2 separate regions of the Ovis aries genome follow, and region 1 is linked to region 2. Evidence: chromatin contacts called from public Hi-C data. All regions are on one chromosome and are shown on one strand. The core of a region is the stretch at or near the end of the contact, and the rest is flanking DNA. Distances in the headings are between cores, read along the strand shown.

The links. Hi-C and Micro-C count contacts between places; a contact is called where the count stands out from the background.
Region 1: a contact with region 2 is called in a Hi-C map of skin fibroblasts, with 4 times the contacts expected there. The contact joins the enhancer-like site here to the promoter of MARK2 in region 2. A contact is called at or near these places in 4 of 16 Hi-C or Micro-C datasets (liver, muscle, skin fibroblasts and 1 more).

What each region holds. Positions count from the first base shown.
Region 1 is chr21:38,919,896-38,923,785 of ARS-UI_Ramb_v3.0, forward strand. It overlaps MACROD1 (mono-ADP ribosylhydrolase 1), which reads right to left. Exons shown (of 9, transcript XM_060404077.1): 2 at 1,278-1,379; 3 at 69-185. Among named protein-coding and RNA genes, the nearest start is that of MACROD1, 9.9 kb to the right of the region's middle. Within about 2 kb of position 1,891, at least 7 of the 54 cell types and tissues checked have an H3K27ac peak or open chromatin away from gene starts, as enhancers often do.
Region 2 is chr21:38,650,510-38,654,752 of ARS-UI_Ramb_v3.0, forward strand. It overlaps MARK2 (microtubule affinity regulating kinase 2), which reads left to right and starts at 1,761. Exons shown (of 19, transcript XM_060404076.1): 1 at 1,761-1,858.

The sequences.
Region 1 (3,890 bases), core at 641-3,140, 270 kb after region 2:
GGCCTGGCACAGGGATGAGGCGGCCGCCCGGGTCTTGGACTCAGGCCCAGCCTGAAGGCCCCACTCACCGGCGTTGACGATGGCGTCCACCTCCAGCTTGGTGATGTCACCTCGGAACAGGGAGATCTTCTCGTTGAGCTGCTTGTCCTTCTTGTATTTGGGCTCCTCCACCTTCACGGTCACCCCTGGAACAAGCAGAGGCCGAGGGGTGGTCACAGGGAGGCCCCCACGGTGGAGCAAGCCACCAGGGACCCTGGTCAGGCAAGCCCCCATCAACCGCCCTCTGCCGCCAGAGGCAGGGTGCCTCGCGGGGACCAATGACGCGATTGAGGACAGCCCACACCGACCAAGCACCTACTATGTGCAGCACACACTCATCTCCTTGAATCTTCACAGCAATGCTCCACACAGGTAGAGAAGCCATGCCATCCATCCCCATTTTACACACTGGGTCACCCAGACCTGAGGCTTCCCAGGTGGCTCAGTGGTAAAGAATCTGCCTGCCAGCGCAGGAGAGGAGGGTTCAATCCCTGGGTCGGGAAGATCCCCTGGAGAAGGAAATGGCAACCCACTCCAGCATTCTTGCCTGGACAACCCCATGGACAGAGGAGCCCTGGACTGGTGGGCTACAGCCCATGGGGTCGCAAACGAGTCGGGCACGACTCAGCAACTAAACAACATCAAACAACTGAGGCTTGGGAGCATTTCGTGACTTGGCCCGGGGTCCCGGTCACCAGTCCTGCAACGTGCAGGGCCGAGGTCCTCATGAGGACGCTGCCCTGCAGGCCACTGCACCAGGCCAGCAAGTCCCCGCTCCAGCAGCCACGGCATTGTGCATCTAAGGCTCAGTTTCCCAATGACATAACGGGGATAAGAGCCAAACCAAGGACTTCCCTGGGGTTCCGGTGGCTAAGACGCCACACATCCAGTACAGGGGGCCCAGGTTCCATCCCTAATCAGGGACCTAGATCTCGAATGCTGCCACTAAGATTCTGCACTAAAGCCAAAACCAAAGATCCCCCAGGCCGCAACGAAGACCTGGTGCAGCCAAACAAATAAATATTCTTTTAAGAAAGAAAGAAATCATTTTTCAACAAACTACCAAACCTACCTCAGGCTGAAAAGAGGTGATACTTCAAAGTGCCCGGTACAGAGCAAGCACTCATAAATGCCGCCACCCTTCTTCTCTTTGGCCTTGTCTGGATGATGCTCCCCAGATAAGGGTCTGAAGGGACCACACCACACTCAGCCAGCTGGGTCCCCAGCGCAGGGCCTACCTTTCGCCGTCTCCTTCCACGTCGGGATCTTCTTCAGCCTGACGAAGTCCCGGCAGAAGTAATGCTCCTCCCGTTGTTTGTCACTAAGGCCCTTCAGAAACGCTGCAGCGGGATGGGGCAGGAGTCAGGCGGGCGGGGAGGGGAGCAGCCCAGGGGCCTCCCCACCGCCCACAGATCTCCTGTCCACTTCCAGGGACGGCTCACTCTGTCCAAGGATGCAAAGCAGCCCTGTGCATTCACCCTTCCGAAAGCTCACAGGGAGGGCATGTGGAAGGAGGGTCCCCTGGAAGATCTTGTCCCGCCCCCTTTGTTAGGAAGGGAAATTGAGGCTCATGGAGGTGGAGGGTGCCTCAGGGGTTCAGAATTAAACTCTGCCAATTGCCAGCTGCTTCCACACCTCTGAGCCCCTAGCATCCTCATGTATAGAATGGGGATTAAGACAGCCCTTGCACAGTGATTTCAAGCTTACTCATACATGCTAAGGCCAGGCAGGTTGGTGGCACTGAATCAGTTACATCATCAATCAGTTACATCATCATTGCTGTTATGTGTAGGCAGCAGGACACAGGGAACCAGGACAACCGTCCTCCTCACAGACCGGCAGAACCAAGCAGGTGTGGTGCCTGTTTGCCGCAGGCCCCCTGTATTGCCAGAGGGCTCCCCACCCACAGATGCCCCGCTGGGGTGTCCCCAGCTTGAATCAAGGGCGTGGCTGGAATCCTCCCCATTTTACAGATGAGCAAATGGTCCCAGGAAGGTTCGGAGGCCACCTGTGGTCAGACGGCTAGTGATTTGTGTGGGAAGCTAGGCCCTCCTCATCCGCTCACAGACTCTGGGTCCACCCAGGCTGGTTCCCCTTGCTGGGCCTGGTCTTCCCTTTGGGCCGCACCAGGCAGGGGAGCAGCGGTCCAGGCTTGCGGCTCGTGGGCTCCCCCTGCCGGCCCCAGGCCACCAGGGCAGCCAGGCTCCGTCCACCCGCTCCCCTGCACCACTCCATCCAGGCTCTGCCTCTCCCTGGCAGTCCGAACACACATCAGTCAGTTAACAGGCATTTACTGAGCTCCCACCACGCACCAAGGCTTCCAAGGTGGCGCCAGTGGTGAAGAACCCAAGGCAGGAGACATAAGAGACACAGGTTCGATCCCTGGGTCAGAAAGACCCCCTGGAGAAGGAAATAGCAACCCACTCCAGTATTCGTGCCTGGAGAATCCCATGGACAGAGGAGCCTCGTGGGCTACAGTCCACGGGGTCACAAAGAGTCGGACTCGACTGAAGCAGCTTAGCACGCACGCACGAACCACGCACCAAGCCTGGGAGGCAAGGTGAGGTCTGGGGCCTGACCGAGCAGAGGGGAGGCTGGACCAGCCTCCTGGAAGAGGTACCCCCAATGTCTCCGGTCTGCCCCAAGAGCTGCAAACCACTGGAGAAAACTCCCACCAACCGAGCGGAGGCCCCCTCTAAGCTCTTCAACTCCCCCAGGTGGCCAAGGCAGCTGCTGCTTTGGAAGTGAGTCTCCCCTCCCCCTTCTCCCTCTCCAAGCCTCCTCCACTCGTCCTCCCAGTCAGACAGCTACAGGGTGCTGCCTCCCCTCCACACACACACCTGCCCACATCGCGTTCTCCTTCTCTCGGGTCAGTGGGCACGAAGGTCCATCCTCCCAGCCGACACTGCCCAGCTCACCTCCCGAGGACTCCTCCTGCGCTCCCCCTCCACCAGGCTGCCCTCAAACACCTTCTCCTGTACCCACTCTACAAAAACAGAACCCTCCCTCGACCCCGCATGCCATGCACTGTAGCTGTGGCCTCCTCTCTCTGCTCCTCTCCTCCACCGCCTACGTTCTTTCTGTCTTCACGTCCTCCTCCCCCCAACCCCACCTCTCCGTCAAGGCCAAGGTCAGAGGCACCACGCTGGCCGCTTGAACTCACTCAGTGGCCCTTCCTGGCCTCCCCTGTGTGCTCAGCACCCCCGACCCCTTCTTCCCTCTCTGGACCCCGCCTCCTGGCCCCAGGCCGCTCCCTGGCCCTCCACAGCCTCCTTGTGGCCTCCCTACTTCCTTAATCCACACCCTCCTTTCTTTTTCTTTTAAAGATTTTTTTTTTTCTTATGTAGATCACGTTTAAAGTCTCTGCTGAGTTTGTTACAAAATCGTTTCTGGCTTTTTTGAAAAATGTTTTGGCTTTCTGGCCCTAGGGAATGTGAGATCTTAGCTCAAGGATGGAACCCACACACACCCCTGCACTGGAAGGCGAAGTCCCAACCGCTGGACCACCAGGGAAGTCTCTCTCCATGGTCTTCACATCAGTTCCGTGCATCCCAAATCCCGGGCTGCACCTCCAGCTCTCATCTCTCCTGAGCATCTGCCCCCAAAGGCCTGCAGCCTGCTCTCATCCCCAAACTCTCTGCGTGCAGAACTGAACCTCAGACCCCTCCGTCCTTCCTACCTTCTCAGTGGGTGGCCCCAGACTTTGCCCAGTCTTTCCTTTCTCTTCCTTCCCCCTTCTATCCATCTGCAGACTGTCAGATTTATCCCCACACCACCATGGAAGCCAGGCCTTCTGCTTATCCCCCCCAGGGCCAAGCCTCCATCATTAACTGCTCCCTAGCAGCAGCAGC
Region 2 (4,243 bases), core at 511-3,010:
CTCAGGGCCTTTGCACCCTCTGCTCAGAATGCTCTTCCCCCAGATAGCTGCAGAACTCCCTTCCTCCCCTCCTCCAAGTCAGCTCAAATGTCACCTTCTCAGTGAAGCCTGCTGCTGCTGCTACTAAGCCGCTTCAGTGTCCGACTCTGTGCGACCCCACAGACGGCAGCCCACCAGGCTCCCCAGTTCCTGGGATTCTCCAGGCAAGAACACTGGAGTGGGTTGCCATTTCCTTCTCTGATGCATGAAAGTGAAAAGTGAAACTGAAGTCGCTCAGTCGTGCCCGACTCTTAGCGACTCCGTGGACTACAGCCCACCAGGCTTCTCCATCCATGGGAGTTTCCAGGCAAGAGTACTGGAGTGGGGTGCCATCGCCTTCTCTGAGTGAAGCCTGCACTGAGCGCCTAATTCTGCAACTTGCTTTTCATTGATCCCCCTTAGCTGACTCGAGTTCCTTTTATTTGGGGGGGAAGAACTTAATATTAACTACTATGTTTGTTGTCTTTCTTTCCCCAGTGGAGATGTAAGTTCCCCAAAGGTGGAGATCTTCGACTATTTTGCTCACTGATACACCTGAAGAGCTTAGAACTGTGCCTTGCACATATTAGGTGCTCAGCAGAGATTTGTGAATGAGTGAATTTGCAGATTAGAGAGAGGTAAATGTGTGGCAATAATTAATCTTTGAGGAGATTAGGTGGGTTCAGGGATATGAGAAGATGATATTTGAACTGGATCTTGAAGTATCAATACATCCTGAATTCCAGATGACATAGGTGATGGGCAATTGATCAGCCTGAACTGACTGGCAATTGAGCGGAATGAAGGTGAGAGAGCTCGGTGGCAGGGCACGAATTACAGGGAGGTGTCAACCAGTGATATGTAATTAGAGAGGATATTCACAAGGTTGAGGTCAGATTGTATAAAGTTTTCTTTTACTTTCTTTTTTTTTTGGTTGTGCCACTTGGCATGTGGAAACTTAGTTCTCCACCCAGAGATCAAACCCACATCCATTGCAGTAGAAGCAGTCTTAACCCCTGGGCCGCCAGAAGTCTTGGGCAAAGTTTTCAACGCAGGCTAAAGTCTTCTACTGCCAGGACCAGCTACAAAATCTGTGGGGCCCAGGGCAATTTGAATAGGCAGGGGCCCCTTGGTAAAAATTTCAAGAGGGGTAACAGTAGAGCATTATATCAAGCTTCAAGTTTAAGGCCCTTCTAAGAGTGACTTTGTGAGACTGCACAGGTCATAGGCCCACAAAGTCAGCCTGCCTAGCCCGCAAGGGAGCTGGTGAGAGCCTTCTAGCAGCAGAGCTGTAATTGGAGCTGGACTTCAGGAAGATTATTCTGGCTTGTCTGGTGGGGCAAGTTGGAGGGAGTCTAGGCAGGGAGACCGGTTAGGCAGCCTTGTGAGGAAGAGGAGAGAATGTAGGATGGGGGCAGGGGCCAAGGGGCAGAATACAGGGATGAGAACTCGAGGGGAACGGAAGCATGCAAGAGGCAGAGCGAGCGTAGTCAAGTCTCCCGGGACAGGGGCCAGGGAAGCCCGCTGAGGGCAGCTCCATTTACTTCTCCAACCCTTTCCCCTTTTTCCTTTCTGCAGGGACCCCAGCCTTTGAGGCTATTTCCCCGCCCAGGATTCAGCGGTGAGTCTCCCTTTGGCCACCAGAGGGCAGACTATTCTCATGGATTTTCCGGATGAATTTGGGGTGGGGGTGTGTCCTCCGGCTTCACCTCTTCCTCTTTTTCCCTCTCACCTCCTTCTGTGTTTCTTCATCAGCTTCTTCCTCAAGGGCTGGGTGCCTGAATGGAGCCGAGGTGGAGCATGGAGCGGTGTCCTGGAGTCCCACGCATTTATTAGGACTGTAAGTCATACCTGTTGCCTTAGGAAGTGCGTTCATAGCTACCTCTCATTGCTCTGTCTGGCTGCCTGTTTCTCTGGTTGACTTAGCCAAGGGTTCTGCTCAAAATGCTGGAGCTGGAGTTGGAAGTCAAGTGTCAGAGGTCCAATCCACACTCTTTTCCTGCAAGCTCTTGGGCCTCTCTCTGTACCTTCTGCAGACTCGCTGCTTGAGGTTGGTCTTTGGGTCTTGTGGGGATTCTGGCTTCTGTCTACCTTAAACTGCTGTTGAACCTAGGGTAGCTTTGAGGGATGGTTTTCCAACATGTCTGGGGTACAATGGGTGGGGACAGCCAGAGGAATCACACCTGCCGGTCTATTCACTGTCCTTGGTGAGGTAACCTAGGGGGAAGTGAAGAGTGAACTTGGATTGCCACATGGACTTCCTGTTAAAGTAAGAGGCTCTCCAGAGATGAGAGGGACCTCAAGCTTATGAATAGTGACCTCTATTCATTAATAGGAAAACAGGCCCATAAAGGAAAGGAACGCCTCCAGTTGTTCATTCTTTGTGCCATCCTGAAGAATCCTCATTTTTCAACCAGTTTCTCTCTTTTATTTTCCCCATGAGTTTCCTTGTTTTAGAAGGGATAAGTGAAATGTGATTAAAGATGAGAATGTCTCTCCTGCCCAACCTCAGAGGGATATTTAAAAAGGGAACTGGCATGACTCAATATTGCCATAGTGCAATGCCGTTTTGTGCTATTTTGAACAATTAGAAGACTTTTTTTTGAAAGAAAAAAATAAAAAAGGTACAAATCCAAAGATATTATTTAGAATGTCATCACGGGAACAAAGGCATGGATTCTTTCAAGATAGGGACATTGAGGAGCTAAACAGAGATATTATGTGATTTTTTTCCCCAAGATCCCATTGCATTTTCACTGCAAAGAGCTAGAGGTAGAATGCAGGGTTGAGGGAATCTCTGAAGACTTTGGCAGCTGGGAGCCAAGGACGTTTACCTGGTGTTTGCCAGGGACCTTGAGAAGCCCTGTGGATTAGATGTGGGGTACACGGATAGACAAATAGAAGCCAAGATGGACAACAACAGGTGATGAACGGTAGGTAGACAGGTAATAGACTAACGCTGCATCTGACAGGAGACTCACATGTTGATAGATAGGCTGGATGATAAACGAGATGTATTTAATGAGCTGACTAAGAGGAACGGACACACAGATAGGAAGTTGCTTTAGAACCAAACGATGTCAATACCAGGGCTTAACAGTTTTATTTTCTACTTAGTCAAATAGTAACACGCACACGTGATCTACGCTCCCTGGTCAAGATTTGCAAATACCCGAAAACTGACGGAAAGAAACGAAGAGTCAGACTTTGGGTACCATCCGAGGGAATGACCCGAGACTCGCCCGATCTCGGGTGTTGCCGGAAATGGCCGACGACCGCCGTCCGCGGCGGGGCGGGATGGGGGCGTGGCCCGCTCCCAGCGCGCGGAGAGGCTTCGGGTGTTTCCGGAAACTGCCGAAAACCTGCTTGAAGTGGGCGGGGAAAGGCCTGTAGGCGTGGCTGGAGTACCCGGAGTCTCTTCGTAGATTTCCGTAAACAGAGCCGAAGCTTGGTCTTCGGAATCGCGGAGCAGCGCGCGTCCCCAGGATTACCTTCTTCGGGTGTTTCCGGAATTCACCAGTAGTCGGTGGCTGGGAGGAGAAGGAGCGCCTCCCTCCCGTTTCTAGCCGCTTCGGATGTTTCCGGCTGCTGCCGGCGGAAAGAGCCGAGGACCGGCGGTGGTGGCGGCCATGTTGGGAGCAGCAGGTCCGGCGGCGGCTGCCTGTGTGCCGGGCGCGGAGCAGTGCCGCTGAGGGCAGGGGAGGAGCGAGGCAGGCGGCCGGCTGCGGCGGCAGAAAGTAGGCGGAGCGGCGCGGCCCGGCCGAAAGGCGGCACGGCCCAGCCGGGGGTCGGGGGGGTGCGGTCCGGAGCTGCTCGGAGCCGGCGCGGCCTAGCCCGAGCGGCGCATCCCCGGGCTGGCGTGAACGGCAGCCCGGCCTCCCCGCACCCCCGGCCGGGGCCCATGCGGCGGGTGCTCCTGCTGTGAGAAGCCCCGCCCGGCCGGGCTCCGCGCCTTCCCTTCCCTCCCTTCCTCCAAGCTTCTCGGTTTCCCTCCCTTGAGATACCGGCGCCATGTCCAGCGCTCGGACCCCCCTACCCACGCTGAACGAGAGGGACACCGAGCAGGTAAGGAGCCCGGAGGGCTCCCCACATTCTTTGGCTGGGCCCCTGCACCTTGCAGAGCCTCCTCCCTCCTCAGCTCTCTTCGTGCCCCGGCTGCCAGCCTGTAAGCCTCGGCTGCCCTGTCATCTGGCTCCTGGCCCCGTACACCTCCCTTCCGCGTCCT